2 separate regions of the Mus musculus genome follow, and region 2 is linked to region 1. Evidence: chromatin contacts called from public HiCAR-type data. All regions are on one chromosome and are shown on one strand. Each heading gives the region's core, a stretch centred on a gene start, on an enhancer-like site or on the middle of the called end of the contact. The rest is flanking DNA. Distances are from core to core; before and after follow the strand shown.

What was found. HiCAR-type assays count read pairs that join an accessible place to other places.
Region 2: a contact with region 1 is called in a HiCAR-type map of fibro-adipogenic progenitors, with 4 times the contacts expected there. The contact joins two enhancer-like sites. A contact is called at or near these places in 7 of 39 promoter capture datasets (the C10 cell line, cranial neural crest, embryonic stem cells and 4 more), 1 of 15 datasets of contacts at CTCF or cohesin (CD8 T cells), 5 of 484 Hi-C or Micro-C datasets (Sertoli cells, bone marrow-derived macrophages, embryonic fibroblasts and 2 more), 8 of 115 datasets of contacts at active chromatin or transcription factors (bone marrow-derived macrophages, embryonic basal ganglia, embryonic forebrain and 3 more) and 3 of 9 other capture datasets (adipose tissue, liver and pancreatic islet).

Annotation. Positions count from the first base shown.
Region 1 is chr19:53,278,046-53,281,711 of GRCm38.p6, forward strand. No RefSeq gene overlaps it. Among named protein-coding and RNA genes, the nearest start is that of 1700001K23Rik, 25 kb to the left of the region's middle. Within about 2 kb of position 1,871, at least 32 of the 459 cell types and tissues checked have an H3K27ac peak or open chromatin away from gene starts, as enhancers often do. A contact at or near this core is called in Sertoli cells, adipose tissue and fibro-adipogenic progenitors, where this site is marked.
Region 2 is chr19:53,363,114-53,366,779 of GRCm38.p6, forward strand. All of the region lies in intron 3 of Mxi1 (MAX interactor 1, dimerization protein), which reads left to right. Among named protein-coding and RNA genes, the nearest start is that of Smndc1, 26 kb to the right of the region's middle. Within about 2 kb of position 2,003, at least 102 of the 459 cell types and tissues checked have an H3K27ac peak or open chromatin away from gene starts, as enhancers often do. A contact at or near this core is called in Sertoli cells, adipose tissue and fibro-adipogenic progenitors, where this site is marked.

The DNA.
Region 1 (3,666 bases), core at 621-3,120:
GCTGGAGAGGTGGCTCAACGGTTAAGAGCACTGACTGCTCTTCCAGAGGTCCTGAGTTCAAATCTCAGCAACCACACGGTGGCTCACGACCATCGGTAATGGGATCTGATGCCCTCTTCTGGTGTCTGAAGACAGCGATGGTATACGCACATGCATTAAATAAATAAATTTAAAAAGAAAAAAAGGTAGACTGCTTCCCCCACCCTTAGACCATCATGGCGTCTATATTGCCACAAGACCCCAGGAACAGTGTATCTGAGCAGGTGAGCTGGAGACACTCAGAAGCTTGCTCATCGCACGAATTAGCTGTGAATTTAGCTGTGAGAACGTGAGAGGGAGAAGGACATGTCAACGCACTCCACGCAGACCTACGCATAGCCTGAATCAGCAGTTACGCCTTCTGCTGCTGGCCGCCTGCAGCCAAGGGCTTCTGCCAGCCCCAGCCCCTCTCTTTCCATCCGTGGAACACATGCCCCACAAAGGCTGAGATGACTGCTGCCTGTTTGCTGCAGAAGAAAAGGACCCACCCCGACTCCCACCCCTAAGCCAACGCAGTGGTGGAGCCACGGGTGACGGCTTGAGGTATCCTCCCTCCCTGTGTCAACTGAGAGCTCAGAGCCCTGGAGGAGGCTGTTCTTCCAGCTTCTCCCAGAGGAGTCTCTCCAAGCCTCTGTTTGTTATCTGTGAAAAGAGAAGAAACTTTAGTATCCATTTCTCAGGATTTCTGTGGTGCAGCTATTGTGACAATCCAAGACTAAGTTTATCTACATGGGCCCGAGTGCAATGGGCCTAGCCCTTTTTTCTTTTAATTTTTGTCTTTTACTTTGTTCCCAGTGGGGACACTAGCCACAGGCCAGAAGCCTGTTTCCACAGCTGTGAAATATTTAGTCTAAGTTCTGGGAGTCAGAACATTCCAGAAGGGCCCCATAGAGCCTACAGGCTGGCTGAGAAGACGGGAGCAGTCACAGAGGGGGTAATTGTTCTGTTCCAAGGGTTGGGGAACTGCCACCAACGTCCTCAACCCTGAGCAGTTGATTATACGACGACATTGAAGTGGTGGTCGTGAGGCTCTTAGCGACGCCCGTGGCACCTTTGCGATCCTGGACTCTTAACTGTTGCCCCAGGGAGGGGAAGGGCAATACCCGTGTCCTATTTTCTGTGCTTGACGTAGACACTTTGAAGGCCCATGGGGCTGTCTTGAGGACAAAAGTGGGTGTGCCCTTGCAATAGAAGAAGTTTTCTAGTGTCCCAGAGCCTGAAAGGGAATCCTTTCTCTTCCTGATAGACTTATGTCAAGGATAGGAAGTAGGCCAGAGTCGGTTTTCTGTTATGTGGTCCTCCCAGGCTCCTCAAGAGAGTCGTGTGTCCCCCCCCCCCCCCTTTTGCCTTCTTTCTGGATTGTTCTTTGTACAGCAGCAGGGCCATCAGTGACCAAAAGCATCTTTAGTACACTTTATTTATGGGTGCTGGGAGTTGAACCCGGGTCATCTAAGTCCCCTCAGCCCCCAGAGCATTGTTTTAGGCAGCCAATAAAGAATACTTTTTTTTTTTTTTAATTCCACGGTGCACTTAGCAACTGTAAGCTTCCTAACAGACACAAGAGATAAGGAGCCCCAAAACAAAACCAGGGGGAGGGGGGAATCTCAGGCTGTTTTAAGCATTGGGTTTGCTCCAGCTTGCACAAAGGCTTAGATCTTGTCTACAAATGGCTATTCTTTGGAAGGCCCCTCTCCTTCTTAGAGAGTAAGGCACAGTGACTCACCAGTGATTTCTGGGTATTTAAGAATCTTTAAGCCCTATGGAGCCTCCGGGTGTCAAGTTGGGAGCCCAGCCCTGCTTCCACAGACAAGGAACCTGAAGGGAAGTGAGTCACCCAGAGGGCACCTGGGAGAGTCTTCCCCTCCCGAGTGAAGGAGGGGAAACCCTGCCCCATGGTTCGGAGTTAGCCAGACCCACATGAAGTCACCATTACGTGATGCTGCGCTCCACAGCTGAAGCTTCTGGCGGTGCATTCATCTGCAGAAAATAATACCTCTCGCAGGGTTTTGGGAAGATGTAATTATTGCCTGCACACTGCCTGGTAGGTCATCACCTACTTATTCCCAAACTCGGCCCTTCTCCTCCTCCCCGTCCTCCCCCTCCTCCTCCTTCCCCTGCTCCTCCAACAGTCCTTAGTCACTCCTCATCTGCCTTCACTCCCACAATATTTACATGGCTGCCTTGACGCATTTCTCATTGTTTTATTGGTCGTGGACTCAAGCCTGTCCACTCTCTCACCACGAGCACTTTGAGAGAGATGGAGCATCAGAAAGGCCTCACACTCGCCTCCCTGCCCTCCCTTGTGTTGTTGGCCTGAGTCAGTCCCTACACAACAAGGTGTCACATATCCCTAGGCCAAGGCCTCACCTTGGCTAAGATGGCATCATAAAGCCGGTGCAAAGTCCTAGGGAAAGAACTCTGTTGATGTTTCTCCAGTGGCCCAAGGCCTAATGCACGCCCTCATGCCTTCCATCGCCCTTTTAAAACACCAGAACAACCCACATAGCTTCAAGAGGCACATAGGCAGAGAAGAGCCAGGCGAAGATTTAAACTTCAAAATAAAGGGAAGCCATTTTGCTTAGTGTTTCTTGGCGTGTAGGACCACAGACATCGGTATTACCTGGCAGCCTTGTTGACAAATAGTCCCTCATCAGAAACAGGAGCAAGAGGTTGGGACCTAGGAATCTGCACACTGTGCATTCCAGGCTAAAGAAAAGTTTAAGGAGAGATGGGTTGCATTTCTGAATGTATAGTTTAAGGCACTGGATAAAGAAGGGAGCTTAAGAGGGAGAGATATACCAGCCTCCCTTACACACACACACACACACACACACACACACACACACACACACACATACACACACACAAAATTAAGCACAGGAACTCATATTATTTTGTTTAAAAAAAAAAAAAAAAACAGGTCCTAGAGAGATAGCAAGTAAGATGACCTAAGTTTGGATCCCCAGAACCCCTCATCAAAAGCTGGATGTTTGGGTTCATATTTGTATTCCCAGTGAAGTCTAGATAGGGGGATCTCAAGGTTGTCCTCTGACCTCCACACCCACATACACACATCTATACGCAGATACTGGCATGTGCTCGTACCCCCCCACACACACAGTCAGAAGCCCTGTCTTTCTTGTGATTAATCAGCGCCTGACTTGCTGATGTAATTGAGGGATGTGAGAAGCCCTCCTTGCCTCCTAACCTCCTCCAGCTTGCTGGCTGGCTCTGTTCTGGACATGACATTCTGTCATAGATGTTGCTGAATGGTCTTTGGACTGGGTTTGTAGATCTGGAGTCCTTAGAAGCGTCCCCTATAACTGCCAACTCAGCACTGGTACATCGTTAAGCCACTGGAAGTCTGAAGTCCCGGTCTTTATTCTCTTGCAATGCTGCTTGCTGGACCCAAACCCTGCACTCCCCACTGAGCTGTGCTCCTAGGCTTCAGCATTCAGTACTGAAATCACCACAGCTCACCTCCTCACGAGTGCAAGCGCCTGTTCGTCCAGTCATGGGGTTCTAGAAGCTGGGCAGCAGGAGTCTCTCACTCTCTTTTATTTTATAAGGTTTTCCCATAGCTGGCACGTAAGACTGTACACAGGCATGATCAAGACTCAGAAAGTG
Region 2 (3,666 bases), core at 753-3,252, 85 kb after region 1:
CTATGGCAGGATGCTCTATGACTCCAGACCCAGGAAATGCAGTGCCACCTCCTGGCCTCTATGGGCATTGCACTCACATGGTGGTACACCTACATACATGCAGGCAGCATGCGCACAGGGTACATCCTTTAAAAAAATACAATGTAATTACTATAGCCATAGTACTCATTACCTGAAGGCATGTGTAAAGGAAGGTCACATGAAGGACACGTTAGTTGGACAGGACTGAAAATGATAACAGTTGGCTAGGTGTGCTGGCACACTCCTGAAATCCCAGTATTTGGGAAAGGACGGAGTGAGAGGGGCCAGGCTGGTTTTACATAGCAAGATTTCAAAGACAAAATTGAATTAATTTGTCAGCATTGGGATGCTGGAGATAAGGGCGTTCTGTAGAATGGGCACACACACATTCATGCTCACAGTCTCAGACACACTCTCACACACCATCAGTCACACACACACACACACACACACACACACACCCTGTCTCTTCCTCCTATCCTCTTGACCCTACTCCCCTGTCTTGTCAGCATTCCCGTCTGTTTCGAGTCTTGGGGATCCGTAATCTCAGCCTTGAGCCAAAAACGGCTTTCTTAAGTCCAAAACTCCAGCCCAGCAGCTCAGGCTGCTAGCAGATTTCTGGAGGTCTTGAAGTATTTGAAATAATGTGATGTTTGATGGCTTATCTTATTTTTCACTTATTAAAACTATTCTAATTGTATGTATCTGTGTGATCTCTGTGCACATGGATGCAGATATCCTGGAGTTCAGAGGACAGAGCTCGTGTTCCAGGTGGGGTGAACAACACAACCTGGCGGTGCTAGAAACTGAACTCCGGTCCTCTGCAGGAGCCTCTGCACTCTTACCCCAAGCTATCTCCCCAGGCCCACTTCTTTTGCTTTAGAAGTGTATTTTGTATTATGTCTGTTTATTTGTACATAAAATAATGTTTTTACAGTTTATTTATTTATTTATTATGAATACATTGCTGCTGTTTGAAACAAACCAGAAGAGGGCATCAGATCCCATTACAGATGGTTGTGAGCCACAATGTGGTTGCTGGGAATTGAACTCAGGACCTCTGGAAGAGCAGTCGGTGCTCTTAACCGCTGAGCCACCTCTCCAGCCCCTTTACAGATTTTTTTGTTGAAGAAAAAATACGAGTTTCGAAAGTCACCATATTTAACCTTAGGTCTTCAGATACCCGCTTGCCCCGTGACAAGTTCCTTAGGGTGCACATATCCTCCCCTCCGAGTGTTAGATTTGGAGTGGCCTTTACAGATGTCACAGTGGGCTTATTGCTGCCTTAGTGCAATGGGGTGAGAACAGAAGGTTCATAAATTTGAGGCTAGCCTGCTCCATTGCGAGTTCCGGCATATAGAGATGAGCCCTTTCATGTCAACGTTGACAATATGTCAGGTGTGTGTGCGCGTGTGTTTACAACTTCATTATGACACTTGTTGATATTTTTATGTGATTATTTTACAATACCAGCTGAGAAGAATATGAAGTAAAAGCAGTTTCTTTTTGACAAATACGAAGAGGGTCCCAGCTCTTCTGTGTTTATGTCTGTTGTCATTGAGCCCCATGACTACCATAGTCAAGTCTCACAGTAGGAAAATTCCACTTGCCAGGTTACAGCCGTGAGCTGTAGTGGAAGCAGTTACCAGTTACTGGCTTATAGGAGCAGCTTGTCTGGCTTCCTTGTTTGATAAACAGAATAAGGTGAACAGAATATGATCATATATGTTTTCATAAATAAAATTCATGAGCAGAAAGCAGTGTGCTTGATTTATCTGGATCCATTTTTAATGGCATTTTTTAAAGTAAGCAGACAGATTTTTTTTTGTCTATCTTTAGAGATTCTCCATACATTATGTTGCAGAGAAACGTCAGTGTATAGAATATGTAGGATAGCAGCTAACTGCTGTCATGTGCGGAGTTAGGGAGGGAGGGAGGGCTGGCAGCTGGCCAGCATAGCTTGAAGAATGTGGCTCGTGGGAGAACTCCCAGCCTGTTGCGTAACACTCAACAGAGGAGAGTACAAGCTTGTCCCTATCACTTCGCTTATTTTCCATTCTGATTTAGTTACTTGGCAAAGTCTTGGCGTCCCGGAGTGGAAGAATGAAGGACCAGAACTGAGAGGGCATCGGCCAGTTCTGTTTGTGGGGCCAGGCAGGGCTAGACTTCTCATTGTTGGGCAGGGGAATTGGTTTCCAGAGAGGACTCCAGAATCGAAAAACACTTCTTGTGTAAAGTTTGGTTTTGTTTTTATGCTTTTCTTTTTCTGAAAGGGAATTCTTCCCACAACTGTATGTGCTCTTAGTTGATGCAGCTACCCTCTGCAGTAACCTTATTTTGTAGAAAGTCTCTTCCTTCCGTGTTTTGTGATATCTGTTTATCCCTGGAGTTCAGAAGGTTCATTCAGGGAAAAATGATTCCACCCAACCAAAATAAAGGCAGGCGGGTACCACCTCTTCTTTCCCGGCAAGGGGCTTGCCCATTTTGAAGATGTGGGCAATTTTGATAGGACCTTTCTAATAAGAGCTGTTGGCTAAGAATTGCTATTTGAAAAATCTCACTTTAAAACCTACTTCAAAGGGTTTTTGAAAATAGGAGCATGTTTGTGTCTCTCCATTCCTGAGCCCTCCATCTTAGTAGGCAGACTGGGTTTTCTTAACGCCAGCCTCTTGATGCTGGATTTTATCCTAAGCTTGTTGTACTGTTTTCATGCTAACTTAGAAGAGACGTCAACATTATAGTTTGGAGCTAACCATGCATTAAATAAAAGTTAAGTAAATGCTAACTGGGAAATTAACATTTAAAAAAATTCTCTATCAGGTCTAATTCTGTGATTTTTAAAACCTGACGTGCAGGCCTGCTATACCTGCTGCAAAACCTGACTTGATTTTTTTCCCCTCAGTGAGTGGATTTCGGATTTCAGATCAAACTAGACCTTTTGTGTCTCTTGTGGCCCATGGTTGGGCAACCCCCAACAGGAGGATTTTGAGCCACCAGTCACTAGAATGGAGGCAAGAAAAGCCCAGATGATATCAGAAGGCAGCCAGTCCCGGTCACCATAGTTAAGCTTACAGTGTGGTCCCCAGCAGACGTGGGGTTAAGGGTGCAGAGGAGATGCTGCAGCAGAGGAAATGCAGCGTCCACTCAGCTCTTCTAGGGATTTTCTGTGGAGAGAAAACTAAAGGAGGTGACTCACAGTACGTGTGCAGTCAGGGTGCACCCACCGCTCTTAGAAGAGAGTGAGTGGCACGAGCTGGGACCACACAGCCCGAGCTTGGTCAGCTGGCAGCTGCCACTAGCTCTTTGCTGTGTGTGTTTCACCTTGAAGTACAAAAACTGTAGGAAATGACATTTAGCTTCCACAGGGACACCTTAGTGAGGAGCACAATTCACTGGTCATCCTTCATACAGTGACTTCCTTCATACGATTCACCAGGTGTCCCTGGCCTGTGGCCATCCGGGTATGTTCTCTCAGTCTATACCGTACCCTGGAGTGTCTTTATAGCCACTCGCCTGAAGAAATGTTTATAGTGGCTGAGAAAAAAAAAAAAAGAAAAAAAAAAAACTTTCCTAGTGGAACTTTGCCTTCCCCATCCATTTGGGGCATTGAACTTTTGGCTTGGTTCATTAATACATTTAAGTAAT